Linked DNA regions of Mus musculus: region 1 is linked to region 2. A link is a contact called in public capture Hi-C data. All regions are on one chromosome and are shown on one strand. Each heading gives the region's core, a stretch centred on a gene start, on an enhancer-like site or on the middle of the called end of the contact. The rest is flanking DNA. Distances are from core to core; before and after follow the strand shown.

Evidence for each region. Capture Hi-C pulls out chosen DNA fragments and counts their contacts.
Region 1: a contact with region 2 is called in a capture Hi-C map of embryonic stem cells, with 7 times the contacts expected there. The contact joins the promoter of Cntn1 here to the promoter of Syt10 in region 2. A contact is called at or near these places in 1 of 39 promoter capture datasets (the 3T3-L1 cell line) and 1 of 9 other capture datasets (embryonic stem cells).

What each region holds. Positions count from the first base shown.
Region 1 is chr15:92,049,617-92,056,419 of GRCm38.p6, forward strand. It overlaps Cntn1 (contactin 1), which reads left to right and starts at 1,549. Exons shown (of 24, transcript NM_001159648.1): 1 at 1,549-1,707.
Region 2 is chr15:89,837,591-89,844,111 of GRCm38.p6, forward strand. Syt10 (synaptotagmin X) reads right to left here and starts at 4,270. Exons shown (of 7, transcript NM_018803.2): 1 at 4,029-4,270. The coding sequence starts at 4,179.

The sequences.
Region 1 (6,803 bases), core at 299-2,798, 2.2 Mb after region 2:
GGAAGGCAGCACAAAGCCCAGGTAGTTTAGATTTATTGAACAATCAAGAGATACTAACATTGAAAACTCATTCCCTACTAGGCTGTTTGCTAATTTTTGTCCTGCCAGGCTCCCGTTCCGAGTTCTGCATCTCATTGCTGCTCAGCTTTGTTACAGGGCAGAAAATATGGATGGCACAGGACAAGCGCACTGTAATCCAGGAATTTGGTGCAGTTCAGTAGGAAAACTGGAGTGTGTATTAAAGGAAGAAGATAGAAAGCTAGCAGGCATGTTATGGGGGGGTGGGCAGGGAACAACTCAGGAGCTGTTGATACTTTGTAGCAATTGCAAGACTATCTCTGGCAAACAGATCGAATCAATTGTTCCTTGTATATTACACCCCCCCCTCCTCTTCTGTAAAGACTGAGTCTTACAGTGCTGTAAAGAGAATACAGCAAGATGGACCCGATGGTATTAAAAATCTGAGCACTGACCATCTGCACTTAGCTTTGGGTAGCATCAGCCTTCTCTTTGGTCCAGGAGGCTGGTCTTTTACCAACCCATCCATGTACATTCATTCTTTCTTATGTTCAGCATGCGTTAAGATGGTTAAGTTACCTAGCTAGAAGACAAATGGAGCTCTTTGGAAGAAGTGGGTGTCTTCTTTCCTCAATAGGTCCTGAGAGAACACACTACTCCAATTTTATTTACAGTTCTCCTTGGTCTTTCGCTAAGGAGTCCCTCAGATATAGCTTTCTGGTTCCACCTGGATAGATAGCAGAGGTGACACTTGAGCACAAAGGCATTTTGCCCTCTTAAAAAACAGACTTAGGTTCACCCAGCTGTCTGGTTTCATATACCCCCCCCCCCCCCCCCACAACTTGAGCATGTGAGAGACTGGTTATCGATCAGTATTGTGCCATTACTTTAAATAAACACTTGTCACCCACGGAATTGCCCATGGCAAATGTCTCAGTTTGCTTTACTCTGAACGTTTATTTTATAGCATTTTCCCCCATTTTAAATACAGGACCCTATGTAAGCAAATTTTGGTTAAATGGTATATAGAGTTTCTACAATTTTTGCTCTGAGGAAATCTTTCATGACCTATGTGGTCAATGATAGGCAACTGCAAAGGAACAAAATCACCATTTCTGATTTGACTGCGATTTCTTTCCGCTTAATTGTGCATCCCGTTTTCTGTTTCTTCACTGAAGTCCACGTTCATACTGAGCATTTTTTTTTGCCTCTGCTGGTGCCCCTGGTTGAATCTCCAGGAGCAGAGAATCTCTTTTAAAAGTTCCAGAGATCTGGCTTTGGCAGATCCTCCCTCCCTCTTGGAACCTTTAATGGTAGTTTCTAAGGGTAGTTTCCCTTCTCAGAGGCCCTCTGACCCAGAAGCAGAAGGTTTTCAATCCGCGGACTACAAGGACTCTTCGCTGGTGGGCTCAGAAGCTAAGAGTCAGTCCACAGAAACCCTAGAGTTGAGAATGACATCTCCTCTGTCCAATCAAAGGTGCAAGTTTCCCTCCGGTCCCCGCCTCCTCTCCCCGCGGCCCCAATAACTGCACTCTGAGGCCCCGGCTACTGCTGTCAAGTAGCTAGGGTGGGCTCCGCCTAAGCGAGGAGTGGCGCTGGGCTGGTGGGAGATGCGCTCCCAGCTGTTTGCAGCGGGAGCGGGAAAGCTGTAGGGCCAGGCAGCGAGGAGGCGACAGGAGTGGGGAACAGGTAGGAGGCAGGCTCGCCCTTCTGCAGAGCACAGGGAACGCGTGCTTCCCTGAGGCCACCCAGCCCCTGCCCCGCCCTGGTTACCCCGGCTCCCGGGGTCGCTGTAGCTGTCACCGCGACACCTATGACACCAATCAGAAGATGGGATGGAGGGGGTGGTGATGGTCTGGATGCTGGAGCCGGGGTGATGCACCGGGAAGGGTTGCTGAAAGGGGCCCCAAGGGGCACTGCGTCTGGGCAACTTTCCTCGCAGACGCAGCAGCTTGCTGCGGGGTCAGGCCTGGGGTTTGCCCTGTCGATGAGGTTGGGGGCTGGGGTCGCAGACGTGCCAGCTGCAGGAGCCGCGGGTCCTGTGAGCTCTTCAACTGCTCCGCATGCGGGGCGCCGCCTGCTCCCCTCCCCCGCACCTGCGGGGTACCCTCCAGCACAGCGCTGGCTGCCGGTGATGGCCATGAGGAAGGCAGGGGCTTGTACTTCCCCTGGCTAAAAACCAGCTCCCTTAGGGCTTGGTGACTGGGGAGAATCTCCGCATTTTCTGATGTATCCAATCTGAGGGAAAGCCAACGTACCTCCTCCACAAGGTTCTGCGGATTGGGCAGGGCAGAAAGGCAGTTTCCCACCGGCCTCGCTGTTTCCTACGGGGAACTACCACTTCATCTAATCAAGTGGCTGTGTCAGGATGAGCTCCAAAGCATCCTCCCTGGGTGACCGCATTTGGGCACTGGGTGTTGGCCCAGTGCCGATTCCTGCTGGAATCAGATTGCTGGTAGCAGTAGGGAGAAGAATTGCAGGGAAATCAGATACCCTGCTGGGAAAAATCCTGGGGGGAAAATAGGAATGGTGGGAAAGAAGCAAGAAGTGAGAGGTGTAGCCATTTCTGGCTGTCCTTTTTCTCCCCCCATGCCAAATCCAGCATGGGCATCAGTATGTGTGCCTGTGTGTGCACATCTCCAAGGTGGAGGAGCTATATATAGCTCCTGCGCAGCCAGCCGGTTTCTTTGCTGCTGAGCAGGCTGCCTTGGTCTTCTCAAGCAATCTGCAAGCACGGGGTGGGAGGGGTAAAATAGAATCAGATTCTTCATTGGGGGGGCGGGGGGGAAGCCAGGGAAGAGAGAAACTCAGAGTAACAACCCCCTCCCTACCTTCACACTCGGGATAACGTTTCTGTAGCTTACAGAAAGGGATGTATTCCAAAATTATTATTATTTTGAATGGATTTCTGGGTTTTATCCCACGTTTTTCGGATTCATGGTGCATATCGACCATTGCAGCTTGAAGTATATAAAGGCATCACATTAGTATATATCATATCTACAATAGTTTATTAATTCACTGGTGCACAATATTGTGCGCATGCTTGTATATCTTGGCTATTTGGAAATAAATTTATCTGTGTGGTAACTTGTAGCTAGCTACTCTCTGGGGTCTGGAAAGGACCCACCCACTTTTCAGGATGCAGGATTGTGGAACTGGTATGACCATCTGAGATAGTTTTGATGTAGTTCCTTGGACGCATCTTTCTTGTGGCTTATATAAATTTGTGCCGACATGATATTTCAGACGTATTTGTATTGCATGGACCTTCCTTTTATAAATGTTTGTACATTTATTTTTTTTTCCGTAAATTCAAAAAAAAATTGAGATTCAGGAGGAACAAATAGTGGGCTTAAAATCTGTCACAAATCTCAACTCTACTATTACTAAAGTCTACTGTGCATTCCTCTTCAAATATAAGACTCTGCAGTTTTCCGTAATTATTAGTCCCTGTAATAAATTTAAATAGTGTTGATATCAGCAAAAATATGTGCTGGGGTAACTTTTTTCTTTATATGCTTCAGAATTAATTTCTGAACTCCTAGATATTCTAATATATCAGAGGGGAGCTGGTGTTGAATTTGCCACCCCAACTGCCTGATTATCTGATTTGGGGAGTGTTTCATTCTTAGTTTTACTCTCATGGTATTCCAGGAAAGAATAACAGAGTTGGCATCTAGGTTTGTCAGGAAGCTTTTCTTAAATATCTGAGCATGTTTGCACTGTGGGAGTGGGAACACAGTTGACTGTGAATAAGCAGAGCTACTACTGATTATTATACAGAATCCACATTTATCAACTACATGCCGTTTTTAAAGCTACAACCTGGATCGCCTTGGACGATAATACAAGTGGAAACCTTGTCCATCACACTTAGTCTTATGTGGTTAACCTTATGTAGTACTTGTTTCATTATCTAGCTAGACAAAGAAATGCATTTCTGAAAAAAGGTTTTACTAATTATTTTTTTTTTTTTTTGAGAAAACTAGACTTTCCTAGAAAAAGGGAACCCCAGTTGAAAAATCACCATTCTCACTATCTTAGTCAGGGTTTCTATTCCTGCAGACAATATCATGACCAGGAAGCAAGTTAGGGAGGAAAGGGTTTATTCAGCTTACACTTCCACATTGTTGTTGATCCCCAAAGGAAGTCAGGACTGGAACTCAAGCAGGTCAGGAAGCAGGAGCTGAGGCAGAGGCCATGGAGGGATGTTCCTTACTGGCTTGCTTCCCCTGGCTTGCTCAGCCTGCTCTCTTATAGAACCCAGGTGTAGCATCACCCACAATGGGCTCTCCCAACCTTGATCACTAACTGATAAAATGCCTTACAGCTGGATCTCATGGAGACATTTCCTCAAGGGAGGCTCTTTTCTCTGTGATAACTCCAGTTTGTGTCAAGTTGACACATAAAACCAGCCAGTACACTCACCCTTTCCTGTTCCCTCAGTATTTTCTTACTTTCTAATTGATGCAGGAGTGCTCAGCCCATTGTAGGCAGCACCATCCCCACTCAGTGGGGCCTAGGCTATAAAAGGAAAGTAGCTGAGCTAGCCAGAGAAAGGAATTTAGCAGTCTTTGTGTTGTTCAGTGTATTATCACAGCAAATGCCACCCCCAAACAAACAAACAAAAACCAGCAAACACAAAAACAACAACAACAAAAAACAACCAACCAGCCAAACAAACCGGGACATCATGACCTATATTGTTTTACAATGACCACACTGAACATTCTAGGCAGGCTCAAAGACAAATGCTGAAACCCCATCATCATAGCAAATTATTCACATCAGTGTTGCAAAGGGATTTGAGGCTTATCTATTTGTCAATAGAGAGCAGAATTGAGGGCTACTTTTGGAAACTCTGTCTCCATTATCCTGCCAGTGATGACTCATGGCTAATGTGTGGGGTGTTTCTGTATTCTTACCCCAGAATGACTCAGTGGTCTAACACAGGTGATGACTGGATTCTGTTTTTACCATATATTCTTCCTTATGCACCACACACCCAACCAGAGAGTTTGGTAGAAGATAGACTAGATTTCTACAAGTAAGAGCATTCTATCTTACCCCACCCCAACCCAAAATCAACAAATAGGAAGTCATCACTGGTCCTTGGGACACTCTCCAAGTTAACCGTCTCCTTCCTCAGCTCTCTCTCTGGTCCTCACCATAATAGTCAAAGTGAATTTGCTGCATTTTCCATGATATATCCATTACCCTGCCCCCATGCCCATTAACATGGTCTATTCTCTGCTCTAAACAACCCATCTACTTTGTATGTACTTGTCTAATCTCTTGATGTCTTCAGTCAAGTGCTACCATTTCTACACATAAACTGTCTATGCTTAGCATCATCATATCCTAGAATCTACGTTCTCTAAGTCAATGGGAAGCCCCCTGCTTGACCAGTGCCGTATCTGTTTTCTGCTTATTACCAGTCTGTTCTTCCCCTCTGACAGATATTTTCCATGTTTTTTTCTCATCTTCCCCTAAATTTCAGCTGTAGACACCACAATCATCTGTTGTCAAGTTTTCTTACTTTTCTAAAGCCTCCTTCCTTGCTCTCCCTCCTATTTTGGCTTTCTTCCCCAAGATCTCAAATGACACGGTTCCTTCTGCAGTTCCATTTCTATTAAGTTCCTAATTGTCATGAATACTGTCCTGGTTAAGACATAGGCTGTGGGGGGCTTCGTTATGCAGATATATGAATATATATTCATTCACTATTGGGGTCTACAATAACACTGTAGAGGCGTTGCTGGTTTATCCTGAGAAAATGCATGGAAGGCATTCAAGACAGGACTTGGGCTACAGCAATTATTTATTAATTAATAACTGTTCTAGCATTATTTATAACTATGTGTATGGAGCATCATTGCCTATCCCCATTGATAGGCATCAGCCCTAAGCTGGCCATTAGTAATAGATGCTGTAACTTTCCATACAATTTTGTTTGTGATTAATACTTTGTAAGTTTTCCTTTCATCTAGAACTATCCACCATCTATTCAGTACTTTATCTGTTCTCACTCTAAATTCTAATGTGTATTCTCTGTTATCCACCCTATCAAATTCTTCTGTTGTTATAAATCTAGTTTGGCACAGTGGGCATTAAGCCATGTCTGCCAGCATAGGAGCTTTAACCCAAGGTGCCACCTAAAAGTGAAGTACCTTCGATTCTTGCTATTGTTTCTCCCTTACTTTGAAACTTTTTCTTGGCAGTAAGACATATTTGGGTCCAACTTCTAAGAAGGACTGAGTTGCGTACCATTGGCCATGTAGCAGAAGGATGGTAGATTGCTCACTATGGCTGGATGAAAGCCTGTTGTCTTGTTGTGTAAAATTATATTCAAAAGTGTGTAAACAGGTAGTTATATTCCTATACTTATGATAAAATTGGAAATAAATCTAATTAAAAGAAAGTACAGAATAACTAAGGAAAAATTAGAAATAAAGAAAATTATGCCCTATAAGGAGATGTTTTTCAATTATGAAAATTTTCTTTCCTTTCCTTTTTTCTTTCCCTTCCCTCCTTCTTTGCTTCCTCCCCTTCTTCCTTCTTTCCTTCTTTCCTTCCTTCTTTCCTTCTTTCCTTCTTTCCTTCTTTCCTTCCTTCCTTCCTTCCTTCCTTCCTTCCTTCCTTCCTTCCTTCCTCTCTCTCTCTCTCTCTCTCTCTCTCTCTCTCTCTCTCTCTCTCTTTTCTCCTTTTGACAGGTCATTTGGTTAGAGTGGAATTCAACTGTAGCTCACTTGCTTACTATGTAGAGGAGGTTGGCCTTGAAC
Region 2 (6,521 bases), core at 3,020-5,519:
TCCTGGAACAGCTAGGATTTAAGAAGCCTGAGGCCCTTAAGTGTATCCATCAGCAACTATTTGTGACTTGTGATGAAAGTGTAAGCCATTTTGTTTGCTTTTGTTTTCATATCTGCAAAACAATGGCTCCTGGTTAAGCTAGAATAACTAATAAGAGTTTTAATGGTAAGTTTTTTGTTTTTTGTTTTTTTTTTTATCACATCAAGTACTTTTTCCTTAAGCAAAGTCACATGCTTTCTATTGCTACTGGGGTCATTAAAGAAGCCATCTTGTTCATGGAGCAAATGATCTATCAAGTTTCTAGTATGCCTCCATCTAGTATGCTGGATGCTTCCAGCACTGGGGATGTAAGAGGAGACAAAGCTCGGCCTTCAAAGATATAATATTCTAGTGACTTAAAGTGCACGTGAATCATATCAATGTAGATCTGGAGAGTCCTTGTTGTGCCGTCAAAATAGAGACAATTGCCACTGAGTGGCTCTGATTCATGCCTCGTTTTACTTTATAATGGGACAAGAGATAAGGTAGAAACCATATTTTGAATTTGGTATGATGACCTTTTCTTAAGTTAGAAATATTGGTATCGTCTTCTTGTGATGCTTGGCTGCAAGCTGAAGTCATGGTGCGAGTCTTTTTAGTGTAGGTTAAGATAGAGTGGTCACACTTTCAGTTCAGTGGGCTGGGCTTATTAGGTGCACTTTAGAATTTGATTATTGGCTTCTGATTGGGACACAACCTCATCAAAACTCTTTTATACAGAGATTCCCAGTTTTCTTAGAATTTCTATAAGCTAAGTTCATTTACTACGTGACACTTCACTCACTCAGCAAGTATCTGTTGAGACTTTAGAATGCATGTCAGGTTTTTCTAGACATACATTTATGGGCTTAATGTGCACATTAAGCATATTACTGCCCATTAGAAAGAAAATTTTTTGATAAATATTTGCTGAATAATAGCACTTCTAAAGGATAGAATGAACTTGGAATAATTTGTCTAATTTTTTTTAAGAATCTGTTTTCCCATATTAAAATTGTACAAAACAAATCTGAACATGGATGAATTAGATGCTTATTAAAATATTTATATTAGGGTTAGTTATCCACAGCTGTGGCATGTGGCTGTGAACTTCAATGGCCTTGCTTAGTGGTGGATCTGGAGCTCTGACTTCCAAGCAATATAAGGTTCTTAAACTTGATAAACATTTATGCAACTGTCAAAACCTGTCCAGAAATGAGCATAAAACCAGCTAAAAATGATTATGTATACTGTATATACTATTATAGTATATCTTAGAAATAACCCCCAAGAGGAACCTATTTCTTTGCATTTCCCATAAGCTCTCTTGGTTATATCATGTTGTGCACTAAATGACTTTATAGGGTAACATATCGATTTTGGGGTCATTCAATGTCTTTTGTTTTTAAGCTTCTCTCACATCTAGTTTTTTTAAAAATGAACTAACCAGTACCCCGGAGCTCTTGACTCTAGCTGCATATGTATCAAAAGATGGCCATCACTGGAAAGAGAGGCCCATTGGACTTGCAAACTTTATATGCCCCAGTACAGGGGAACGCCAGGGCCAAAAAGTGGGAGTGGGTGGGTAGGGGAGTTGGGGGAGTGTATGGGGGACTTTTGGGATAGCATTGGAAATGTAAATGAGGAAAATACCTAAAATAAATGTACACATGGCGCACCTCATAGTATTGTTATACTACATTGTATTCTATGGAGTACTGTTGATTCATCTAATGACTTTTACTAAGCATCTAAGAAGGGCAGTTTAGTTAGCATTAGTCACTACAGTCTAAATCTCCAACATTTCACCAATACCTGAGCTTGATTGGCTGGACGGTGGACCCTCCAGGGCCGCATCTCTGTCCTAGTGATATACTAGATTTCTAACTCCCTTCCTGTGGCAATGACTTTGTCTGGGATTACATGAATCTTTCTCTTGCTGTTACTGGGTGACAGATTGAAGAGTGATGCAATTTCAAATCTCAAGATTGTCACTGCAATGTAAAAAGAACACTGTTAGCTATAACGCACCGGTTACTTTAAAAGTGAACCACTATCATATCAATAAAAGTCACCTACAATGCAGTCAACAGCAACCGTTGGAAGTGCTTTCATGCAGGAGCCATAAAAAAGGGCCCACGTTGTGAGAAAATCCACAGAACAGCAGGCATCTGAGTAGCTAGCTGATATAATTAAACATTTAGCAAATAACCATCAAGTCTGCTTCTATTATCCATTAATATCGGAGCACTAAACTCAGAACCCTTTGCTTTTAACTGATTTCACAGTTTACAAATGAAAAAGCAGAGGACTCTCCTTTATCTTCGAATGTCATGAGTAATTTGTGGACTGTCTTTCTCTAGTGAGAGCTACTGTCTATGTTCACATATCAGACAGGATCTCCCACTTTAATAGTACGTATTGTCCTTAAAGAAAGAAAAATACTGAATTGTTTTAGAGTCATTTTTCTTCATCCCCTTCTCTCCCCCAAATGAATGTCTAATGAGAATTAGGACTACAGTTAAGCACTGTAGTGATTATGAAAACCTCAGAACTCTTACTGCCATTTACATACCATGAAATTTACATACCTCGAATTAACACAATTACACATTTTGGACAGTCGAGAACCGAACCTGTTTTAGCGTCCATTTGTCATGCAATTTCTAACACTGTTAGCCAATGAGAGCCAGGAAACCACCTCTTCGTGTGTAATCGCAAGGGCCAAGAAAGAATAAGAATTAGGGGTATGGCCTCTGCATTGACTATTGGTGATCAAATACATGTCCTTAGAATTAAGTGTTCTCACTTCCTCCACTCTGAACCTAGGCTTAATGTTCACTTAAAGGCATTTTAGACGAGCTTACTCGGTTTACAGAGGTCTTTACAGTAGCAGCAGCACTTTGATTTTTTTTTTTTTTTACATCCTTTGCATCACACACACACACACACACACACACACTCACACACGCGGTTTAAATGGCTTTGGTTGTGTTTATACATTTAAAAAAAAAAGACGCTTCTATCACACTGACAGCAACAACAATGTATCATTCTGCTTCAAGAGTCCCTGGTTCTGATAAGCTCAGACAACCCCCCCTGCCCCCCCCCCCCCCCCCGCCCTGCTTCTGTTGCCATCAGCAGAGCATTTGGAAACCTTGGAGACAGTCAATGTAAACAACCCAAAGACACAGCTAAACCAGACCCATTCCCATCCCACCAGACTCTCCCTTCCTTTGTCTAGCTCTTAGGGTCGATGGTGAAACCATAACTCTTCTTTCATCTTCTGCACTTCTCTCCTGAGCCTGACGTTGCGGTTGCGCTTACCTGTTGCCCTGGCTACCCAGAAGGTAGAAACCCTTGCCTGGAGACCAAAATGACTCGAGAAAACAAAGTGAATGAGACAAGACCCCCCCACGCACGGAGCCAGTGCATCTCCTAAAGCGATCAAGTGACCCTGGGGTCATCTGATTACATCTCTTCCCCCTGATATTTGCTTCCAAGGTTCTGGACGCAACTGGAAAGGATTTAAAATCTCTTTTCCATTTTTTTGACAAGTGTCCTGAGTGCCTGGTGTCAATAGTCCCTACCCTTTCGCCACGGTAGCCAAGAAGCGCTAGAAAATTACATATGCATTATAAAAGGCATTGGAAGCTTTGAAGAGCTCGACAGGTTGCATCTGAAAGTTAGAGCTGAGGGATCCTTCCTGCGTTTGGGGCTTGACGACACAGCCTTCCCTCTAGAACTAGGTTCCTTGAGGCCAAGCGCAGATTCTCCTGCCAGGCTGGGTGATTCTGCTACACCCTGCAGGACAAGCTAGAGCACCGAGTCCCTGGGACGCCAGAGCAGCAGGTGGGAGAGCGCGAGAGCAGCCTGGGAGCAGAGACCTAGCAGGTGCAGGCAACAAATCCAGCGAGCAAGTCCCCCGAGGCCCGGCAAGATAAGCTCCAGCCAGGAAGTCAGCCCCGAAAATGCCCCTTGTCCCGGGAAGCGCAAGCGGATCCCCTTACCTGTGCCACCTCCTCCCTGGCCGCTCCTATCGGCTGGAAAGATGCCCGAACACTTGTCCCACTCCACCTGACCCGCGAAGCACAGCTCGGTGATGATGTGCAGCGCCTTCTGGCACAGGCTGCTCACACCGTCCTCCTTGCGGAAACTCATCTTGGCTTCTGCTCGCAGCTCCGTTGATCTCCCTTGGTCTGAGGCAGAGCCCTAAGAGTTGCGAGTTGGCCCCATGGTTGGCACGGGCGCAGGAGGGCGGCGCGCGCCAACGGACGCTGCTGCCAGGTCTGCGCTTCTCCTCGGAGCGCTCGGAGGCGCGCGCGGAGCCCAGCCGGCGGGGAGCGAGGGGCGGCGGCGCGCAGAACGGCGCCTCCCGGGTGCTGGGCGGCGCGGCCAATGGCAGGCTGGCGCGGGCAGCGGGGGCAGAGGCGACAGTGCCCTCCATACACCTTTCTGAGCCCCCGTCACACTCTTTTCATTTCTCCCTTTCAATCCAACTTTGCTACTCCCTGGTCCCTCCCCGATTCTTTATCTTTTAAAAAAAGAAAGAAAGGAAAAGCTATTCCCCGTTCCAGACCTGCGGATCTTTATTTTTATTTTTAAATAAAAGTAATCAGAAGACAGGTCATGCGAGGTAGAGTGACACCTGTTTACAATTTGTTTTTAAACGACTTGGAACAATGATAGTTTGGGGATAGAGAACGTTCTAGGTAAGAACACTGTTATCACCAGCAGTGAGGTTCATCAGAAGTTGGGTTTACCCGGCACTGTGAACAGGAAAATTTGAATTCACTGTCATCTACAGAACGAAATATGCCATCCATCAGGGTTTTATTTATTGAAATCATAACTCGTGACTGAGAGACGCCACTTGATTCTAGTTTCTTCTCTGCTGGCGGCTTAAACAGTGCGAAGACAAGATTTCTGTGTCAAACGAGTGTGGGGGATTAGGTTCAGTGCAATCAGCTACAGGCGCACTCTTAATTGTAAAGACATTGTTTTGAAGTCTTTTTCACAGCCTGTTAGAACAAAGGGCTTTAATGGGGGGCATCAATCCCCCGACCCCCGTCTAAATTTCTCTAATTCAAGTTGGTGTAAATCAGCAATGAAGCTGAAGATACAAAATAAAATTAGAAAGCAGTTACCCCAGGCTATGATAAAGCTACCACAGGCTATGATAAAAGCAACTACTCAGTTTAAAAACCCTTTCCACACCAGCCCGTGAATCAGATAGTTCTTCACTCTCTGTTTTCCAATTCCAAGTCGCCAGTCTTATCCTCAGCTTTGTAGAAGACCATTTGCTGCTGCCACAAAGTTCTCTCAGCCCCCATTTCCCACAGGATAATGCAGAACTTCTCCTCACTGAATCCCTTTATCTCAGTCTCTAACCCCTGGAGGTACTCCCTGTAAACCCTCTGGCCATACCTGCCTGAGTAGCCAATGCAATCTTCACTTTCCTTCCTGCCTTCCAATCATCCCCAGACCTGTAGCTGACCACCTGCCTGGGGCCCCTCCTAGATCTCTGCCTCTATTTACAGGGAACCACTTTGCTCCTGCCAGGAGAACAGGCAGGCTACCCTCCCTCCAGTGTACTCTCTCAGTTCCACCACTCCTATCTAGCCCATTCCCATTTCTCGGGACAGCTCCCAATACCTAGAAACACTTTCTAACCCAGGAATCCCAGTGACCACCGAAACACTCCTTACCAGGCATACCTCTTAATCTTTTAAAATAGCTACTCCTTGGGGATCAAGGGTTCAAGTCTATGAGCCTGTAGAGACTGTTCTCATTCAAGCCACGACAAGGAGGGGTGATCAAAGAAGGAGAAGGTAGAAAGCAGGAGGGGGGGGGTTGAAGAGGGACACTTAAAGCCATTTGAGGAGTCATATAGAAACCCAATACAGTAGAAGCTTCTAAAATGTACACATATATGAAAGTGATCTAACTGAAATCACCAAATAATGAGGAAACAGAGCCCTACCTGCACATCCCTCAATTAAATGAAACTTCCAAGTCCATGGATAGGTTATAGTTAATGTAGTTATTGTTCAAAGGGTCCCATAGAAGCCCCAAACAACTCAAGCTATTGTCAAAGGTATTGGTGGCTCTCCACTAGATGACAGAGAAGCCATTCCGGTAAAGACAACACCTACACAACTCACTGAAGATGGAGAAGTGGTGCTCTTGCCGACACTGGGACTTCACTCCTATGGACCAGTGTTCATGGTTACTGGAAGGTACGTGGGATGTTTCTGAAGAAGAAAGGTAAAAACCGACCCAGCTACAAACCCTTCCACTTGTAATTGTGACCTGCCTGCAAGATACAATGGGGCAGTAATGCTACAAGCATTGTAGGAATAACCAGCTAGTATTTGATTGGATTTAAGTCCTGCTCCAGGAGATGGAACTCATACCCAACCGTGCTTGGGTGGCCAAGAACCTGAGACTAGAGAGACAAGGGAGTGGGGTATCCTTGTATGAAGACTCCCCCTCCCCAACCC